2 separate regions of the Mus musculus genome follow, and region 1 is linked to region 2. Evidence: chromatin contacts called from public HiChIP or PLAC-seq data. All regions are on one chromosome and are shown on one strand. The core of a region is the stretch at or near the end of the contact, and the rest is flanking DNA. Distances in the headings are between cores, read along the strand shown.

Region 1 (6,968 bases), core at 1,811-4,310, 440 kb before region 2:
TGCTGCCCAGGCTGACCTCTGACTCCTTGGCTTAAGTGATTCCCCTGCCTCAGCCTTTGAGGCAGCTGGCACCACAGGCACAAACTATTGAATGGTGCTGACGTGCAGAAGTGCCACTTTGGTTGTTTCCCACCAGCAATCCCATATTCCAATCTAGCTTTTCCATTGAGTAGTCTCAGAAATACTGTACGTTCTTTAGAAGTTCTGGCTTCCTGTAAATGTCCCTGTCACAGTGTCCTTGCTTGCCTTTTTCAGTGCCATGTACAGGGTTAATCTAGGTCCTTGCTCTGCAGGTAAGTGTCTACTCCTCTCCCTGTCCCCTTCTGTGGAGCTGACATCTTTTTCATTCTTTGCAGGGCCAAGGAGGCTGATCAGTTAAAGCAAGACTTGCAAGAAGCCAGAGAAGCAGAGCGAAGAGCCAAGCAGAAGCTCTTAGAAATCGCCACCAAGCCCACCTATCCAGTGAGCCTGGCCTCAGTCTGGCAGCTTTTGGCTGCTTTGGTCTGGCAACTTTCTGGGAAAAGCCTCCAAATCCTTTAGTTTACCTCACAGTGCCTTTGGAGTGAAAAGCAAATTCAGGGCCCAGATAGGATCCTCCATTTAGCTTTAGGATGACTACTCAGTTACCTCTCTTGTTACTTAGATAACCCTTTCCAGCTCTAGAGTGTTTACGACTATGCTATAGTCACTACCCTCAGGGGAATTTGCTGTCTAGCTCCCTGCTGTCAGCTAAACATAATCTTCAATTGTCGGTATATATTATATGCTACAGTGTAGCTCTTTGAAGGGACTGCCTGTACAACTCAGAGTGAATTACTGCTATGCCAGAACCAGCTGTCAACCTCGGTTTTGGGACAGGGGGCTGACTTGTACTAAGTGGGATCATAAGTAGACATTGTTCCCCTTCCTTCCCATGCTGCAAACTTGTTCTCTAGCCATATAATATCACCAATTGGAAATCCTGACAGATATGCCCAGATCACAGCCCAGCCTTGGAGGCAGGAAAGGCTTGGCATGACTGACTTCTGCAGAAGAGCAGCGTTCCCTGCCGGGCAGGGAAGAGAGGCTAGAACACTCTGGGCAAAGACAGAGTGTATTCACAGCACAGACACATAACCCATTCACACATAGGCTGCACACACCCTGAGTAGTTGTGTACATGACGAGCACACTGTACACTTGTACACTTGGAACACTCACATGTGGCACAGGTGCATTCAGGACACAGAGGCATAAGAGCCCAGGGTTTGAATTGGGGGAATGTGAGTGGTTTGCTATTGCCATGTGTCCTTGTTATTTATTCCTGGGCAACAGATAACCCCAAACACCATTATTTGTCTCTTGGGCATAGTGTATTAAAGGCACATGTCTTCTCTCAAGATCAGATGGTCACAGTCAGGTGACAGCTGGGACTGTGGCAGTCTGAGCACTCACCTGGACTATATACCTGAATTACCTGTGTCTAAAACAAACAGCCATTAGAGCAGACTTTCAAAGTGCTCTTCTTTTTGCACTTTCCCTTAGCACTGTCTCTCCAGAGGAGCACACTCTAGTTCCTTAATCATATCATGTCAATGGGTGGGTTGTGACTCAGCCAGCCAGGCCCTATAGGTGAGGACTTAGTGTATTTCCTATAGCAGTTTTGAACACAACTGCACTGAACAACAAATTTTTGCACACAGACGTGACAGTTTTCCTAGACCTGTAAGGTCAGATACTCAGTTGTGCCACCTGCCAAAGAGGGTGTGTCAGTTTCTGCTCTCACTAAAAGGGTAACGGCTAGTGTTCTTCCTTTCTGAGAATTTTTCTGCGCTTTTTGGTTTTTTTTTTTGTTTTTTTTTTTTGGTTTTTGAAACAAGGTTTCTCTGTGTAGCCCTGGCTGTCCTGGAACTCACTCTGTAGACCAGGCTAGCCTCGAACTCAGAAATCCGCCTGCCTCTGCCTCCCAAGTGCTGGGATTAAAGGTGTGTGCCACCACTGCCCAGCTCTGAGAATATTTCTGAAGTATAAGGTAAATAGACCTGCCTAGATTATAACTGTCCAGCTTGATGAAGTGTCAACAGAGCAGACTCTCTCATTTACCCAGAATTCAGCCCTGAAAACAGTGTATGTAGGACCTAGATATCCTGCTCAGGGGCACACTTGACAGACTCCATACATCCTACCTTAGACCTCACTGCCATAAATAAAGGCTGAGAGGTTCTGTTCCTTTCCAAACATTGTCCCAGACTCAGTAAAAGATCCTAGGAGGAAAAAAGACATACCCATGAGGAATCTCTGCAGTGTGGAGCTGAGGAAAGGGCGGGGCAGCAGTATGCACATCATGACAGAGAACTGCAAAGGGAATGAGCAGCTGTTTTGTCAGGGTAGAAGGTGAGAGGGCTCGAAGGGCTTTGCTGAGAGACTGGAAGAATTGAGAACTTTGAAAGGGGAATGGAGACCTTGCTGGGCTGCTATGACCCATACCTGCAGTGCTAGCACTCAGAAAGCTACCACAGAAGGCTCACCAGTTTGAGACCAGCTCTGGCCATGTGGCACATCCCTAATGTCACAGAAAATGACAGGGAAGGAGGAAGAGAGAGAAGGAGTGGCAGGGAGGGAAAGAAAGGACACATGCTAAGTGTGGGATAATACGTAGTACTGTTTATGATTTAGCAGGACAAATAATGAGGGACACTAGAGAGGTAGGTAGGGACTGTAGGTTAGGTGACCTTCTGTTCTGGAGTGAAAAGATCCTGAAAACAAGTCAGCTGGTTTCCCCTTTCAAGCACTCTTCTGGCTCTGTCTTTGGAATCTAAGCCCCTTCCATACGAGCAAAGCCTTTGTGACCCGAAGCCAGTCTCTTACCAGTCACCCCACAGGGTACTTGAGATGCCCAGTGCTTTGGATGGATCCTGTCTGCCCTGCCTACCAGCATGCCTCTTGCCTGGCACCTTTCTCCTTTGGCTCATTCACTGATCCCCAAGGAAGCTGTACCCTGGCAGATCCCTCTAACCTCATACGCCCTGTCCCTCCTCTGGCTCATGTTCATCTTACTTAACTATGAGGATTTGCAAATACATCTGCTTCCTGAACAAGACTTTGATCTGCTTAGAGCCAGGAAGCCTGTCTTCCTTCCTGTGTCTCAACTCCTAGCCCAGTGCCTAAATGAGCTTCCTAAATGAGAAGCTGAGTGAAAGTTTGCGTTTGATTCAAGGAACCGTAGAAATGATGAGGTTTGAGGAGAGAAGGGTGACTTGTCTGATTGTGGTTGCTTTGGGACCACTTACCTGGCAGTATTGACTGTAGAGGTCTCTGTCCTGTGTAATTTAAGCATCTTAACAGGAGCTTTCTCACTGACAGCCCATGAACCCAATTCCACCACCACTGCCTCCTGACATACCGAGCTTCGACATTATTGCTGACAGCTTGTCATTTGACTTCAAGGATACGGACATGAAGCGACTTTCCATGGAGATAGAGAAAGAAAAGTATGTACCCTCTGTGGCCTGCTGGGTCAGTCGTGAGCATGAGTGAGTGGATCTGGCCTAGAGTCACAGGTCACAACAGCAGCCAGTCATTACCCCTGCAAAGGTTTGCTTTGTTGTCACCCACTGGAGAACAAAGTTTCTAATTATTAAAAATTAAAGACAACAGATCAAGACAACAGTCAGGGTCCCAGGATAAAACTAACACTTGATTAAGATGGTATCCTGAAATTTATGTTTTATACCTTGTCTGAAAAATAGGACTGGCTTGTATTGAGTCCCAAGTTAAGACTGTTGTTCGCATAGTAAAATACAGTTTTCTTTAGCAGTGGTTCTAGAATGAAGGTAAAAGAAAAAAAAATTCCTAGGCTGAGCAAAGCCGGAGGAGGCCAGGGGAGACGAGTAACCCTATGCTGGTGACCCCGAGCCCAGCCAGATCACAGGCACTTCCGTCACATGCTCTCCCTTCCCTTTGTGGGCAGCAGAAGTGGAGCAGAGATGGACAGGAGGAGTCCCGTTGTGGACGAAATCTTAAGTAAGATCATTCTCATTTCTTGAGCCAGGAGTGAAGAATAGTGCTACAGCTGGCAGAGATCACAGTGATGCCATGGATTGACACCTGTGTCTCCATGTAGCTTTTTGGTGTTTGTCTCATTCACACGAATTAACAAACATCCCACTGGAATCAAAAGCAGGTTTTAGGGACTGGGAATATAGCTTAGTTCATAGAGTGCTTGTCTAACATCCACCTCTAACATAGTGTAAGTCAGGCATGGTTGTATACACCGGTAATCTTAGTACTCAAGAAATACAGGTAGGAGGATCAGAATTTCAAGATTATCTTCAGCTACGTAGCAGATTCACATCTGGCCGGGACTGCTATGAGGCCCAGACTCCAAAAAACATTTTAGTGTTGCAGTTATATAAAGGAAAATAGACTTAGTTTGATGAGTTCATCCAGCACCACATAGCTGATGAGAAGCAGGACCAGGATTGAAACCCCTTACTCTGGAGACCAGCCTGAACCACTGAGCCAGGCTAACCTCCTTTGACCCCTCATACTGACAACAGCTAAGAAGCTGACGATCCTGAGCTATTGCTCCGACTGTCCGTCTGAGCTCCTCATTGGCCAGATGTGCATGTTTATGTGGTTGTGATCAGCATAAGACCACATCCTGTTCTGGGTCTTGGTTTTTTATAGTTTGTATTTTCTTACTGTTTCAGTGTGTTTGGCTATTATAACAAAATACCAGGGGCTGGAAAGCTTATAAACAAGAGGAATTTACCTCTCATAGTTGAGGAAACTTGGAAATCCAAGATGAAGGAGGCATTGTGAGAATGTCCCTCCTGGTTTGCAGATGGCAGCTTCTCACGGTGTGCTTGTGTGTGCCTGTGGAGTCTTCTATTGTGAGCTCAGGCCTGCAGCATGCGAGTGGAGGGGACACAGACACTCAGCCCATGGCCCTTTTCTGTGCAGGCTGGCAGAGCCCGTCAGTGGCTGCAGGAATTCCTTCTAAATGTTTATATATTAGTGTTACATAGTTTTCTGTTCATGCTCCTCTAGTTAAACTCTTGAACCTCTTCAGGTGAAAGTGGAGATCTATTTCTTCCCGATGGTGGCTGAGTGAGTGTCTGCCATCTTTTTCTGAAGGGTTCGGAATAAGTAGGAGAGTAGATGTGGTTACTGGCAGGGACGACCTGCTTCACTGCTTGACGAAGGTTAGAAGCAGAGCGTGTCTGGGGCTCAGGAGGCTTGTATGCTCTGACTTTTCATACAGACCAAAAGCTGTCTGTGGCAGGGTTATTTGTAGAGCACTCTGAGAGTTTATACAGGGCTTTTTTTTTCCTACACTTTATTTCTTCCTGACCAGAGGCCCTGTAATTATCATCCCAATTGAACTGATGGGGAAAGAGATTCATAGCGGTTAGTGGATAGCCCAAGCTCCCTGGGCTTCTGAGTGGCCAAGTTGAGGTGTGAAACCCAGACTTGAGCTCCTGGCTGCCACTTTGGGTAGCTTTCGCGTTACGGCTCACCTCTCCTGCCTCTGTGTGCCCACCCGTGACGCCTGGTTTCTTGTTGCACCAGAGTGGAGTACATGGAGAAGAGCAAGCACCTGCAGGAGCAGCTCAACGAGCTCAAGACGGAGATCGAGGCCTTGAAACTCAAAGAGCGGGAGACGGCCTTGGACGTCCTACACAGCGAGAGCTCAGACAGAGGCGGCCCCAGCAGCAAGCATAATACCATTAAAAAGGTACCTGAAATGTGAGGTTGGCATCTAGTTTCCTCAGGAGCCCGATCATTAAACTCTTGTCTATTGGCTTTTTTTTTTTAACATGTACTTAGTTAAGGGAATTTTTCAACTCCTGACAGAAAGAGAATTTAATCTGCCAATGACCATGATGGAAGTGGAGCTTATGTTAAAAGCTCTGATGAGATGACTCCTTGTTTGAGGATGGGTTTTGATCTTCACTGAGAAATAAAGTGATTCTGTCTTTAAAGTCAAGGGGACTTATGCCCAAGGCGTCACCTCACGTAATAAGAACTCACAGGGAACTAGAGGCCTGTTGAATGCGTCCCTTCCATCTTTGTGTAAGACCATATTCAGAATCGCCAACTTCTTTAATACTTAAAAGGAAGTATATAGAAGAACCTTAATGTTTAAAAAGATGAGACTTATTTACGAGGCTCACAGAGTCCCATTTGTCTCTCCTGATATTTAGAGTTCTCATCATTGTGGGGGTTTAGAAGTTACTTAAGAACTCATCATCAGCCCGAGAATGTATAGATCTCATGTCTGGGCAAAGCAGAAAGATTGTCTGGGCAGTGAAAGCTCTTGCTTTTAGCTGATCACCCCTATAAACAGGGGTTGTAAAGGGATTGGTGTGGCGGCACACGGTGGTAACGCTAGCATTCAGGAGGCAGAGGCAGGAGGATTGCAAGTTTAAGGCCAGGCTGGGCTACAGAATAAGACCCTGACTCCCTTTTCTTGAGATTGGATGGCAGTTGATATGGTTAAGTTTCACTCTTTATTCCAGTGTGTAAAGCAGTCTCCACACTCAGGAGGCAGAGGAGGGTGGATTTCTGAGTTTGAGGCCATCCTGGTCTACAAAGTGAGTTCCAGGACAGCCAGGGATACAGAGAAACCCTGTCTCGGAAAAAAAAAAGCAGTCTTCAGCTCAAGGACTGTCTCTGTTTTCAGTGATTAAGTTGTCACTGAGCACCCTAAGAAGCCTGAGTCTCCTCTGATGTGTAGTTGGGAGCCTACTTCTGCTTAGCACTTCACAGTGGACACCAAGTAGAGAAGGCATCACCGCACTCCACACCCTCTCCCTCTGGCTCCTGTTGTCTTCTGGGTTTCTTGTTTCAAACAAAATGATTAAATGTCAGAGGGGAGTTTAAAACCAGGCGTGGTGACCCACAGAACTCAGGAGGAGGAGGCAGGAGGATTAAAGGTCATTTTGGACTGCAACAAAAATTCATGTCCAGCCTGTGTTATATAA
Region 2 (7,059 bases), core at 1,188-3,687:
GCAAAAATCTATGAAGTGCTGTAACAGGATAATGACCAAGCCTTCTTTCTTCCTACGGCTTTGCTCCACTCTCTCCTCAGTCTGTGAAAGGCTAAGCTATTGAGCAGGCCCTAGGTTCACTTCTCCAGAAGGAACCTGGATCGCAGAGCTGCCTTGGGATGGGATGACCTCGCGGCCGAGTTAGAGAGGAGACACGCTCTGTGTTTGCAAAAAACCACAGCAGTTAGTTTGGAAAGAAATAAGCTGCTGTTCTTCAAGTAAAGGGTTTTTCTTTACATAATTAAATTCTCCAGGTATCTCTGTGAAATACTCTGACTTGTTAGAACCTGTGAGTTGGAATCCTTCTATAGCTTTACTAAAACTCACACAGCGCAGCATAGGATATGTGTGGAGGTGCTTAGCCAGGCATGATTTATATGTTGATTTCAGTCACAAAGTTGATCAGCAGCATGTGAATCCAGATGCCCTCCCTCCCTGTGCAGTTCCTCAGCTCTGCCCCAGGCCCTGCCCCAGGCCCTGTGCTGTTGGCCAATCCCAAACAGCTGACATGCAGTTCAGGAGCCTGGTTCCCCTGTAAGACCTATGTTGTGTATTTTCTCCAAAATACTTGAGTTTATCTGTCTGTAACTTGCAGGTGATGCTATTTGTCCCCTCCATATTCTGGAAGAATTTTGATAGGCTTTTGTACTAATGTGATATGAATAATAAATGACTTACAGAATTGTTTGATAATTTATGTAACATGGGGTTTAATAATTGAACTTAAATGGATGTGATAAATAAGTTAGATACTAAATATGTTGTGCACTGTGTGCGTGTGTATTTCAGATGCATGTGTGATAATCAGAGGACAACTTGTTGGTTCTCCCCCTTTCATCATGTGGGTTCTGAGGATTGGACTTAAGTCCTCTGGCTTGGCAGCAAGCCCCCTTATCCCACTGGGCCTGCAAGATACTTTTTACTCATCAAACTTTGCACTTTGTAATTTTTTCACTTAAATGAATGTTCCTAAGGGTAATGAGGCTGTCAGCACCTGGAGTGCCCATCACACATTCTGTCTTAACTGGAACTGATCAAACTGTCCTGGGGGAAAGTCTCATGATTCTGACTCACAGGTTGAGATTCTGTGGCTTTAACAAAAGAGGATCTCTGGGCCAGGTGTCCCTTAGTCTGCAGGAGGAGTGTGTGTTACATAACAGGAAAGTCAGGGTAGCCTGCCTGCCTAGCGCTGCGCTGCTCTTTGCTGGGCTCTCCTCTGTTTCTGAGGACCCAGGACTGAGTACTGACTGAAGCACTAAGTAGGACTGTGGGAGAAGAGGGGATTGGGTTTTCCCTGCCTGCATATTAAAGTGGATCCATATAAGCCTGGTCTACCACTGAAAGGAGCAGGAGGGGAAAGGTAATTGGTCTTATTAGATCCTTGATGGAAGTGTAGCCTGAGTCACATAAAGGGGTTGGATGTCTAGTAGAGGGATTAGGCTTGTTTTGTGTCTCTTCAGAGGGCAGATCTGAGACCAATTTGGGGAAAGCATCAAGAGGTCGGTTTGGCTCAGAGGAAGGAAGCGCTCTGAGCTCCACAGGCTGTCAGGATTTTGTGTTGGGCTGTCTTATAAGGTGGTGAGAGTCACTGTAAGCTGTGAACAGAGAATGGCACTACATCTTCAAGTGTCTGATTTACAGAGGAAATAGTCTGGATTTCAGAAAGAACCATTTTGTTTAAAGGGGGAATTTAGCTCTCAATCTATATTTACATTTATCAGAAACTTAGCCTAAAATTGACAGTGATCCTTAGAGTTTAGAGCCTAAATCTATCTAGAAACTGTCTGTGGTGATCTGACTCTATCTTCATACCCCCTTTCTCAACTAAACAGCTTTATCACTGCCATTGGGCACAGTGTGTTTCTGATGTGGTGAGTGTGTGAGGTAGAAGAGAAGACTGGACACATACCCTTGATAGGCATGCAGGGGAAGAGATCTGCTGTCAAGACCTGAGAAATACAAACGTATGACATAGCTGCTTTTACACAGCATTGCTAGCTCATCCGCGCAAATCCTTTAGTCTTCCATTTCTTCCTAGCTGCCAAAAAAATGAATAAAAACAATGGCATCAAAAACTCAGAGAGGGGAGAAAGAGGAGGAGAAGAAAAGAGGGGGAAGAAAGAGATGGTGAAGGGAGAGAAGATACAAGGAAACTTAGCCCCGAGGCTGGATACCTGCAGTGTGCTAGGCTGGCCCTTCACACACCCTGACTATGTCTGCCTCCTCAGCACAATGACAAAGATCAGAGGACGATAGCTTGGAAACTGGGGCATTGTTAAATTATGGGGAAGTTTGACTTTGCCTGAGTGGTTTTTCCTCTCTTTACAGAAATTAGTCTAACTAAAAAGAAATAGGTTGGGCTCAGGGTTGCCCCCAGCCTTTGAAGCCAGGCACCAAAAACCACACCTCCGTCTCCCCTCCTGCAGGCCCCGCCTGTGTCTAGATTCCTTCACTCTCCAGCTCACGTCTGCCTGAAAGAGACTGGAAATGGTCTCAGTGTCAAAACTGCATTGAGATAAGGTCACACTTCTGTGGTTTTTAAAATTCTAGTAAACTTGAAGCTCAATTTGAGTGTAACAGGTTATTTATGGTTTTAAAACCTGCAGTCTGAGATCTTCAGTGACTTCCACAGGTTCTTTTGTTTGGTTGGTTGGTTTTATTTTGTTGTTGTTGTTGTTTTTCCTCTGTGCCATGGAAGTCACTCTGTAGACCAGGCTGGCCTTTAAACTCAGAGAGATCCATCTGCCTCCTGAGTGCTGGGATAAAAGGCATGCACATGCCACCACTGCCACCATCACCAGCTTCCACAGATCCCTACAGTAAAAACAGTGCTCAGGTGTAATGAATGCCATTTAAAGGAAGCCCCAAGTAATAGTCTAGACTCTACATATATGAGAGAATACCTAAGTTATAGTCTTTGGAGAGTATTAGTCTGTTTCTGTGATAATGTTTTAACTGTGATTTGGGTATTGAGGTCCTTGCTGAGACATAATATGCAATTTTATAGTGACACCGAGAAAACAGGGGTGTCACTGGGGACACTGTTTTTTTTGTTGTTTGTCCAAAACTTATTTATTTATTTATTTATTTGGTTATGTAATGGGAAAGTTAAATTCCTATCCAGAAGTAGTGAGACTTTCGGAGGAGCTAAAGAGCAAATCTGCTCATACAATACCTGCAGGCAAAGCTTGGTTCCATTAGGAAAATTACCAACTGGCTGCAGGATGAACAAACCATTTAGCAAGGCAGTCAAGACAGAGCTTGGGTTTCCCAGGCCTAATGGTACACACCTGTAATTCCAGCACTCAGGAGTCTGAGGCTGGAGGACTGCGACTCCATCACATATCGGGGGTGGGGGAAGAGAGGGAGAGGGAGAGAGGAGAGACACATACCTGAGATACTGAATTCAAACCTGACTATTCATTTCTAAATAAGTTATTTTCCCTCTCTGACCATCAGTTTATTTGGTCTAATGAAATATAGATAATAGTGAACCCAGTTTCTATCTCTTATGAGGATGAAGCAAGAAAATCAAGCAAACTGCCCAGTAAGCATATAGCCAGGGCTCCAGAGATGTTCATCAAATTGTGTGTGTGTGTGTGTGTGTGTGTGCGTGCGTGCATGCATGTGTGCGTGTGCAAGCATGAGCATGGCAGACTTGGGCATCCTCAGTCTTATCTCCATCTTATGATCTTCATCTTTGAGACAGGGCCTCTCACATACTTGGAGCTTGCAGGTTCAGTTAAGCTGGCTGCCTGCATGCTCCAGGAATCTGTGTGACCCACTTCCCCCAGTCTCAGACTACTAGAGAGGGCCACCACACTGGGCTTTTTGACATGGGTGCGGGAAATTCAAATTCAGGTCCTCAGACTTGATCTCTGCTTCCTTTTTCCCCCCTACTATATCTTTTCCAAGTGTGGAGTTGACCTTTGACCCTGCCTGCTCCCATTTGCCTCTGTTCTTAGCATCTCCCTGCCCCTCTCCTTAGAATGGAAACTCTTTCCTTCAGGACAGTTCATAGAAGGGAAGCATAAGATTATACTTACTGAGCTGCCCCCACATTTGTATCTTAAATATAAACTCGGTACTAAGAAAAATGAGTGTTACCTAGGGACTATGATATGAAAACAGCCTGACTACACGGAAAAGAAGACAGTCGGAGGAGGGCCTTATTCCACCTTCAAACATTTAAAGAGCTGTTAGGAACGCATGGACACAGTGTGTTCCAGAGAGCAGTTGGAGGAAGCTGAGCAGTGGCAGGCCCAGCCTCCACAGAGTCGGGGTTTCTCCTCCACACTTCAGCAGTGTGGCTAATGCACAGCAGGCATGCAGCATTTTCCTCATTTATTAGCAGTTAGAGTTGCCAGCCTCTGACTACTTCTGGCAGGAACGTTCTCTCATCATTAGAAGTGTTCGACCCACTTCAATGAAAGCTGTTCCTTTGATTGAGAGTAGAAGCAGCTCAGTACTAAAATCCCTTCCAGCTGCAAAGTTCCGTGACACTTTGCATTAATAGTAGGATTTCAGCAGAGATACATGGGAACAACGGAATACTTTATAATCTTTTCTCCCAAAGACAATGGAGTTTAAAACTGAGGTTCTAGAGTACAGAGCCTGACTGGGCATCCTCTAGTAGCCAAAATTACTGGGGCATATTATCTGTCCTCGCTGTGTTTCTGTTTCCCTGTCTAAAATGAGGATGGGGTAGTATCTTTCTCAGCCGTTATGAGAGCTAAGTGAGTCGCCACACTCTAGGCAAAGCAGAAGACTGGCTGGCATGTACAACATCGTTGTTCAGTAAATGTTAGTTACAGTGAATTACCTGACACTCTGGCTTCTTCTAAGCACTTTTTTCCCCAACTTAAGGGACATCCTTTGTAGCATAATTAACTCAGACTTAGGGGTTTTTTTCCTAACCAAATGACAGCCTTAGCTGTTATTAATTCTTTGAATTCTCCTGTGAGCCAGCTTATTTTTCATTAATTAATTTCTTTACTTTACATCCAGATTGAAGCTCCCCCACCCCGCTTCCTCTCCTCCCAGCCCCTCCCTCTTTCCTCACCTCCTCCCATCTCCCCTTCCTTTCTCCTCAGAGAAGGAGAGGCCTCTCATGGATATCAGCCTGCCTTGGCATGTCAAGTTGCAGTAAGACTAGATGTATCTTCTCCTACTGAGGCTGAAGGAGGCAGCCCAGGTAGGGGAAAGGGGCCCACAGGCAGGCAGCAGAGTCAGAGACAGCCCTCACTCTTGCTGTTAAGAGCCCCACATGAAGATCAACTGCACATCTGTCACATGTGTGGGAGGCCTGGGTCTGCCCCATGTGTGCTCTCTGGTTGGTGGTTCAGTCTGAGTCCCTGTGGGCCCAGCTTAGTTGATTCTGTAGGTTTCCTTGTGGTGCCTTTGACCCCCTCCTCTCAGTTCCTTCCTCCCTGTCCCCGCAGGATTCCCTAGCTCTGCATCCATTCCATCAGCTGCTAGGTAAAGCCTCTCAGAGGACAGTTATGCTGGGCTGCTGCCTGGTTGTCCCTGGTGCCAGTAGGCCTCCAGGAATGCAAGCAGGCTGTGGGCCAGAAAATGGAGCGTACCGGGGACAGGGCACAGCTCATCACTACTGGGTTTGTGACCTGGCAGTTGTGACAAGTTTTTTTTTTTTAAGATTTATTTATTATTTATATGTAAGTACACTGTATCTGTCTTCAGACATACCAGTAGAGGGGTCAGATGTCATTACGGATGGTTGTAAGCCACCATGTAGTTGCTGGGATTTGAACTCAGGACCTTCATAAGAACAGTCAGTGCTCTTAACCGCTGAGCCATCTCTCCAGCCCCCGTGACAAGTTTTAATACAACAAATGGTAGGGCCTCTGGCACATAGTTGGTGTAACACAATCACTCTGCTAACACCTGGCAAGTACAGTAGGAGCACAGTAAATATTTGTTTAATAAGTTGATGAACTTGGCAGAGTTCGCTCTATTTCCTACATTTTATTTATTTGTTTGTGATTAGGTAATACAGTCATATGACCTAAAATTCAAAAGGAACAAAAAGATGTATATAAAGACATTGCTCTCCTGACCTCACACCAACTACTTCCCAGCCCCAAAGGTACCTAGCATAACCACTTTCTCATATAGCTTTTCCGAGCTATTTTAGGCACAGACAAGCAAACACGCCTGCTTACGCACACTCGTATCTTTTTAAACAAACAGCATCATGCACTGATCTAGGCATGGTTATTGAAGTGACTGCAAATGTGTGGGTGAGTGAGAACATACAAGGAGGAATTAGAAAAGAAAACACTCGGAGGCAGAGAACTGAACCAGAGATTAATAATGTTGATACTCACATGAGTGCTGAGGGCCTGAACTCCTGTAGTAAAGGCAAGATCAGGGAAAGAAGGTTTTAAGGATTTTCTTAATTTATGCTAAGACAACTATAAAGATACAAAGCATTTCTTCCACTTTCAAAAATGCCGTCCTGTCCCTTAGCAGGCTAGCTCCGTTCACTGGCTCACATACCCATCTACCTGCTTTGTCAACGTACAGGCCTTGCTGATTGTGGGAGGACTTGTGAGCACGGCCAATCATGGCGTTGGTCCATGTGCTTATTCATTCAGTTCTCATAGACATAGAATAACTAAGACATAGAGAAACCACGTGGCCAACATCGCACAGCTGGTAAATATCAAAGCCCTAACTATGGAGCCAGAGCGACCTTGAACCAAGAGGATGTCCAGGCTCCAACATAAAGACCTTGCTGCATCCTGGCATGCTACGTTTGGAGCAGGGGCACCTTAGGTTAATATCAGAAGAACTTGTTGACAGCCTTCAAGTTGGCTTCAAGCAGCCAACTGCCTTTCTACATAGGTTCTCATCAGTGGACGGAATTGCATCTCATTTGCCTTTGGTGCTGCACATCAGCCATGCTGCTTCCAAGAAATTATAACATCTAGAATCACTTCTTTATGTTAAAGAACTGATGTGGTCATGTCATTACCAAGAATGACAAGCATCTCTGCC

Evidence for each region. HiChIP or PLAC-seq counts read pairs in DNA pulled down with a chosen protein or histone mark.
Region 1: an H3K27ac HiChIP or PLAC-seq map of T-cell acute lymphoblastic leukemia shows a contact between it and region 2, with 3 times the contacts expected there. The contact joins two enhancer-like sites. A contact is called at or near these places in 1 of 115 datasets of contacts at active chromatin or transcription factors (T-cell acute lymphoblastic leukemia) and 1 of 9 other capture datasets (adipose tissue).

The regions. Positions count from the first base shown.
Region 1 is chr11:4,780,938-4,787,905 of GRCm38.p6, reverse strand. Nf2 (neurofibromin 2) reads left to right here. Exons shown (of 17, transcript NM_001252250.1): 13 at 357-462; 14 at 3,343-3,470; 15 at 5,554-5,719. Among named protein-coding and RNA genes, the nearest start is that of Cabp7, 37 kb to the right of the region's middle. Within about 2 kb of position 3,060, at least 43 of the 459 cell types and tissues checked have an H3K27ac peak or open chromatin away from gene starts, as enhancers often do. A contact at or near this core is called in T-cell acute lymphoblastic leukemia, where this site is marked.
Region 2 is chr11:4,339,474-4,346,532 of GRCm38.p6, reverse strand. Hormad2 (HORMA domain containing 2) reads left to right here. Exons shown (of 11, transcript NM_029458.1): 11 at 1-150. Among named protein-coding and RNA genes, the nearest start is that of Gm24803, 19 kb to the right of the region's middle. Within about 2 kb of position 2,437, at least 35 of the 459 cell types and tissues checked have an H3K27ac peak or open chromatin away from gene starts, as enhancers often do. A contact at or near this core is called in T-cell acute lymphoblastic leukemia, where this site is marked.